Regions from separate parts of the Ovis aries genome. Here region 1 is linked to region 2. Evidence: chromatin contacts called from public Hi-C data. All regions are on one chromosome and are shown on one strand. Each heading gives the region's core, a stretch centred on a gene start, on an enhancer-like site or on the middle of the called end of the contact. The rest is flanking DNA. Distances are from core to core; before and after follow the strand shown. Region 1 overlaps LOC132659661 (a long non-coding RNA gene). Region 2 has its middle 110 kb from the start of COL1A2.

Region 1 (3,321 bases), core at 718-3,217, 160 kb after region 2:
AATATTTATCTTGGGCCTGTTATTAAAATACAGTGAACTTACGGTCAATTTGAAGCACCATATGTTTTCTTAGATTTTTCTTCAGCTAAAATAATATAATAAACACTCACCTTGCTGTCATAAATTATAAAAAGAGCTGTGATGTTCTTCTCTCAAGCTTGTGAAAACTATCTATCAAATCAGAGGACAAAGCCCACTAAATCCTTTGAACCTCTGAAGCGAGAAAGACAAATCAATGCCAAACATGATGTGCCTTCTCACCAATACGCAAATTAAACTGTGTATTTTGTAAGATTTATAGGGTAACTGAGCTCTTTTTATTATCATTTTTGCTAGGTATCTGTCAAGCGAGTCTAATTCAGTAAACAAATTAATATGTTGGGGAAAATCTCTAGTCTCCATTCTCAGTTGGGGAAAAAAACCAGTTTAGTCACCCTATACCACTCATATTATGATTTAATTGGTCTGAAATATTGTTTTAAAACTCCCTCAGTCATTGTAATATGCAATGAGTCTCCAGAAAATTTGTACTAGACTAAACTCACAGTAAAATCACTGGTAAAGTTGGAAGTATGTGAGTATGTGCTTTTTTCTAGAAAGAAAGTGTGTGATGCTCCTCCAAGTTTTTCCAGACCCCACATGATAACTCTTTAATCAGAACTGCTGGTGGTGGGGCCAAGGTATCTATATTTTCAATGAGTAGTGAGGTGATTCTCATGTCCTCTCAAAGTTCGGGAACCACTGGTTTATTGCTCCCATCATATTATTGACATATTCTTAGATGATTCTGTTCCCCTCTCCCCAGAATGTTTAGGACTACAGCTTTAAAATCATGGACTCTTTAAGCTGCTTTAAATGAGAACATGTAATGGCTCATTGAACACATGAGCAATTAATTTGGGAACAGTTGCAATATTACAAATGTGATTACTTATTGCAAACCCAATTAATCTGGCCAGGAGGAATGTTAATTACAAAGGAGTTTGGAAATTAGCATGAGTGCATGACTAAATGCCTATATCTCGACCTTATTGTATTGTCTGTCTGGTAATTTATTTTAAAAATACTTCTGTAGGAGGGCTCTTGTATATATATATGCATATATGTAATAAGGTAACATTACCCCACATTCCAGGGCTGAATAAGTAATCTTGGAATTACCCTAATTATGAAAATTCACAGTTATAGAGGTGGCTACTCTGGTATTTCAAACAGCATTATTGAAATCTATACCAGAATATATATATTAATTAGCATGAAAGATGTTAAAAATAAATTTTCATAGTTGACATAATGATCTTGATATTTTGACTAATAAATATTTAATAGTAACAAAATTTGGGCTAAACCTTGCTCTGCTTGTTGCATACCACTTGACAACAAGATTGATAAGAAAATCAATATAGTCCAACCTATTCTCAACCACCAAAAAATACCTATACTTAACCCAAACTCTTGAATCAGTAAATTGGCTTAGATCAGTCCCCAAAATTGAGAAACGGCAGGAGATGGCTAAGAAAATGACACGTAAAGCCAAAATATATTTAATTGATTAAGAACTAGAATAATGTATAAAACAATAACTGTATTTTTCTATGAGCAGTGGAATATCAATCAAAACCCATGGTGGATTCATGTCAATGTATGGCAAAACCAATACAGTATTGTAAAGTCAAATTAAAAAAAAAAAATTCAGATATAGAAGAAAGCAATCGGGAGGTTTCCAAAGCTGCCAAGAAATTCTCTCCTAATTTGGGAACGACAAAGTTTTACTAGGTTAGTGCGCTTTTTCGGTCCCTCCCCCTGGGGCATAATTGAAAAGACAGAGGCAGAGTCTTAGCCAGGCTGGCCCATTCCACTCCTCTCCTCTGAGAATTTAAAACTTGGAGTGGAGAACGGCAGGGACTGAGAGCCACTGATGTTGAGGCATGCTAATGACTATACTCCAGAGACAACGATGGACTTCTGTTGATGAGGTGCCAGAACAGCACTAGTCAGGGGTTGTTCTTCGAATTATGAAATAATCCAGTGTCCTTCAACTAACTTTCTTTTTTGTTTAAGTTACAGAAAATTGGTTTCTGTCAAATAAAACAAACAAGCAAAAAAAAAAATACAGTTTTGGTAAATACACCTACTTAAAAGAATATGCTAAAAATGGGGAAATACAGGACAATTTCAGAATAAGTAGATACTTAAGAGTTAACAGAAATAAGCACCAAACATTTGAACTGTTTTATAAAGTATCCAGAGAAACAATATTGTTGGAACACAATTCTCTATGGATTTATAAAATTTCTGTAAAATGTCTTGCAAGCAAAAGTATGATAGTCACTCAGTAGTATCCAACATTTTGCAACCTGATGGACTGTAACCTGCCAGGCTACTCTGTCCATGGCAAGAATACTGGAGTGGGTTGCCATACACTGACTGTCTATGTTTTGGACTGTCTTTTCAAGAATGTTTGTTTAGTATCCTTGGGAGACAGAGGTAGTGTCTTCTTCCACAGTGGAGGGCAAGCTACTGTCCAGTATAATAAAGATGTTTCCCTACAGGGTAAATGTCAGGCAGGTCTGATCACAGTTCACTGTAAAAGATAGGGGTTCCCTATACTTGGTGTTCCTCATTTATGACACATTCATGGAGTTGCCCTCCATGCCCCCATGAGACCTGGGGGCAAGAGGACCAGAAGGAAACATAAAGCTCATGTGACTTGCCTTGCTGTGAGTAACAAAGTCCTTTTCTGACTCAGAAGTCACACGTCTTCTGCCAGCATCTATTAAACTCTGGCAGGCTAACATCATCGCTTTAAAGGAGAAGAAAATTCCAGACCCTTCACAATTCTTGACAAACATTTCAAAGATGAATTCATATCATAATGAAGCTGCATCAGTCCTGTATTCCTGGATTTCAAGTTGCCTAGCAACTAGTTGGTCACCATTGATCTGACAATCGGAGTAATGAAAGACCACGCTACGTAGAAAAGCGCAATTGAACCATATGCTTCTAGATGAGAGACTGTCTGATTCGTCTCTGTATCTCCTTTACCACCTAGCCCAACACCTAATACAGACAGCATGCTCAATGATTTTATGTTGAACAAATTGTTAAATGAAAGAATTGTTGACTATTAAAATAACTCTGCTGGGATATATAGAGAGTTGTAGTAAATAAGATCGCTTTAAATCTGTTACTTGTCCTCAGAATCATTCTGTTTCTTCAGGGTCACTTAAATGTAAATAATAGAGGTCCATTCAAGGAAGCTTAAGAGACAGGGAGGTGTAGAGGCGAATAAGAGCAGCAAAGGTGAACAGCTTTGCTGAA
Region 2 (3,082 bases), core at 69-2,568:
CTCAGCCTTTATAAACCCAGAAACCTACGTGGCATTTTCTATGGCCAGAGGCAGCACTTTGGGAAATTACCTTTAGAAAACTGAGTAGAGGGCTATCAGAGCTTTGAAAAAGGGCCTACAACCTGGGGAGGGATTGGAGGAATAAATAAGCAGACGTGTTGTTTAATAAGCCTGCCAATTTTTTTTTTTTTTTTTTTTTTTACTTCCAAGGGACAGAATCAAGTAAATGTCAAATTTTTCCCAGCTGGTAAGCACATTCAGATTTCAGACTAAAATCCTCCAAGAGGACTGATAATGAGAAAGTAAGAAAAACACGCAATGTTTATTTTCAAAATGGGATAAAGAAACAAGTCAGTCATCTCTAGCCTGGATGTTTCACATCTTCACTTTGTCCAAATCGCGACCATGAATAAAGACACAGAGGGATGAAACAGTATATTTTTGGTGTTAATGGACACAGATGAGAACAAATCAAGCGGGGGATCCAAGTCTGTCAGAAAAAAAAAAAGACAGAAAAACACCCCAACACAACTCTTGTCTGTAGGGTTCCCCCCAGCAGCTTTAATGTGTCAGTTTCAGAAAGGCCTTGTCAGCTCCTCAACTGGTTTGGTTAGTGAATTACCTCACTTATGGGTCCTCTCACGGCCCTGGTCACTGTGGTTTGTCCTAATTAAAACAAAAATGGTACTGCTCTAAAATAATTCAATCGCATCATGTCTCTTGTCAAAACTTTCGCAGTAGCTCTTAATTGCCCCGAAACCTGAAATTTGATTTACAGTCGATGCTGGGGCTCTGAGTCCATGTCTCTAAGCCTCCCGTGTCTCGGACCCACATGCTGGTCTACACAGACAGGGACGTCACTCCAGGCAGTCAATCTGCCTGACTCCAGTAACCGGCTGACATGGTTCCCCTTCTCCCTGATGGTTACCTTTCTCTCCTCCAATAAGGAAGCACTCAGAGTGCGGCTGCAGCAGCCTATTTTTGTTGACCACACCTGGTTGTTGTTTAGAGGAACTGATGTACAATCTACCTCTCCTTGTTTCTTCTGAAATCATCCACTCCATGCTTTCTGACTCCTCACCAAGTCCACAGCACGAACCCAGCACACGCTGCATAAAAGTGGTGGGTCCTTTCATTGGAGGGGCTCTGAAGGGAAGCTCAAATTGCTGTCTTTAAAAACCAAGTAGATTCAAAACTTTCTGGAAAAGTGATGCGCTTCCCTTCAGCCCTCCCTCTTGAGCCCTCACTCTTGATCTGGTCCCTCCTTATTTAAAAAAAAAGGTGGGGGGGGAAGAATCCTGGCTTTCTTATATGGTAGAACTTTCCAACAATGTCCTTCCATAAAGGGATGGGTCTTGCTTCAGAGCCAAGGGATCTGTCTCCAACAGCTTGGGCTGAGTGGTGGCGTGTTTTTTTTTTTTTTTTCCCTTTCTTTTGACAACGTGGAAGTGTCTGGAATGGAGCCTTGGGTCCCAGCCGTCTTAGGAATTACTCAGTGTTTCAGGGCTCCAAGCCAGTAACCGCCTCTCAACCACTGCCCAACCACCTCTGCCACGTTAGCTCTGACAAGGGGATGGGTGAGCTGTAGATTCTGGAAGGCCAGAGTGCTGGGTTCTCCCTGGCTCAGAAACCCTCTACAGGGTCTACACCAACTCTCAAAGGTAAAAGGCACCCAGCCTCTTGTCCTGCTCTACCCTTGATAGCAAGTGAGTGAGTTGTTCAGACTTCATTCCTGTCCAAGCTCCCCAAAGTTTGAGGCATCAATAACCCTGGTGGCTCAGATGGTAAAGAATCTGCCTGCAATGCAGAAGACTGGGGTTCGATCCCTGGGTTGGGAAGATCCCCTGGTGAAGGGAACGGCAACCCACTCCAGTATTCTTGCTGGAGAATCCCATGGAAAGGGCCACCTGGTGGGCTACAGTCCATGGGGTCACAAAGAATTGGACATGACTGAGCAACTAACACACACACACACACACACACACACACACACACACACGCCCTCAGAAGCAAGCCCACCCATCCAAGCACGCTGACCCAGAGCTGCCCTCATCCACATGGAGCTCCTTTTTCTAGTTTGCAAGCCAAAAAGGGAGATTTGGGGAAGGCTGCCTTATACAGATTTCCTCCAGTGATGTGTGTGTGTGCTCTCAGTCTTGTCCAGCTCTTTGTGACCCCTGTACCCTGGGCTGTTCCTCTATCCATAGGATTCTCCAGGCAAGAATGTTGGAGTGGGTGGCCATACCCTCCCCCAGGGGGTTTTCCCCACCCCGGGGAAATCTCTTGCGGCTCTCTCCTGCATGGGCTGGTGGCTTTTTCACCCCTGCACCATGTATCTTATTCTAATAACTCTACTAGAAAAGCCACGTTTTGCTAATTCACTCCAAGAAGCCATGCAGAACAGCGCATGACACCAAAATGATTGAACACATTTTCTGGGGGGTTGGGGTGGGTAGATAGCTCACTGGCCCCCAGCTGTTATGCCTGTACCAGCACCTCTGCAGCTGTTGGCTGCTGGTTTTTCCTTAGCATTACAGGATCCGTAACCTAGAGGGGGCAAGCTTGAACCAGATGCCCAAGTGTGAGTCTGAATTTGTAATCAAAGTGAGCATGAATAAAAAGGCGAGGCTTGTTGGGCTGTGTGGGTCCTGCCAGAAAGATGGATCTCCTTGGTTCCAGGCAATCTGACTAGTTATCTTGCTCCAGCCAGCTTTACTGACCCACGTAAAGAGCTGCTGCCTTACCAGCAGGTCGTAACGCGCGCGCGCACACACACACTCACACATACACACACACACTATACACTATGAAGAGTCAGTTTGAATCTTGCTTGCTTCTAACACTTACACCCTGGACATCTTATTATCCATAAACGTCATTATGTTTGTCTCTAAAATGTGGTAGAACCCATATCAAGCCCACTCTGCTGTCTCATGGTTTATCTCCACTTTCCTAATATTTTAACATGAGCATTCCACAGTCTCCTTCGGTAATCTAGTCTAATGTCAAATCACTGTTGGGGTCGTGATATCCTTCTCGTAACTACAGAGACCTCATCTGTTGTGTTGCTTGGTATATTTGA

The links. Hi-C and Micro-C count contacts between places; a contact is called where the count stands out from the background.
Region 1: a contact with region 2 is called in a Hi-C map of tail adipose tissue, with 9 times the contacts expected there. The contact joins two enhancer-like sites. A contact is called at or near these places in 8 of 16 Hi-C or Micro-C datasets (hypothalamus, liver, mesenteric adipose tissue and 4 more).

Annotation. Positions count from the first base shown.
Region 1 is chr4:12,596,309-12,599,629 of ARS-UI_Ramb_v3.0, forward strand. LOC132659661 (a long non-coding RNA gene) reads right to left here. Exons shown (of 3, transcript XR_009600324.1): 3 at 1-3,321. Among named protein-coding and RNA genes, the nearest start is that of COL1A2, 45 kb to the left of the region's middle. Within about 2 kb of position 1,968, at least 3 of the 54 cell types and tissues checked have an H3K27ac peak or open chromatin away from gene starts, as enhancers often do. A contact at or near this core is called in tail adipose tissue, where this site is marked.
Region 2 is chr4:12,437,888-12,440,969 of ARS-UI_Ramb_v3.0, forward strand. No RefSeq gene overlaps it. Among named protein-coding and RNA genes, the nearest start is that of COL1A2, 110 kb to the right of the region's middle. Within about 2 kb of position 1,319, at least 11 of the 54 cell types and tissues checked have an H3K27ac peak or open chromatin away from gene starts, as enhancers often do. A contact at or near this core is called in tail adipose tissue, where this site is marked.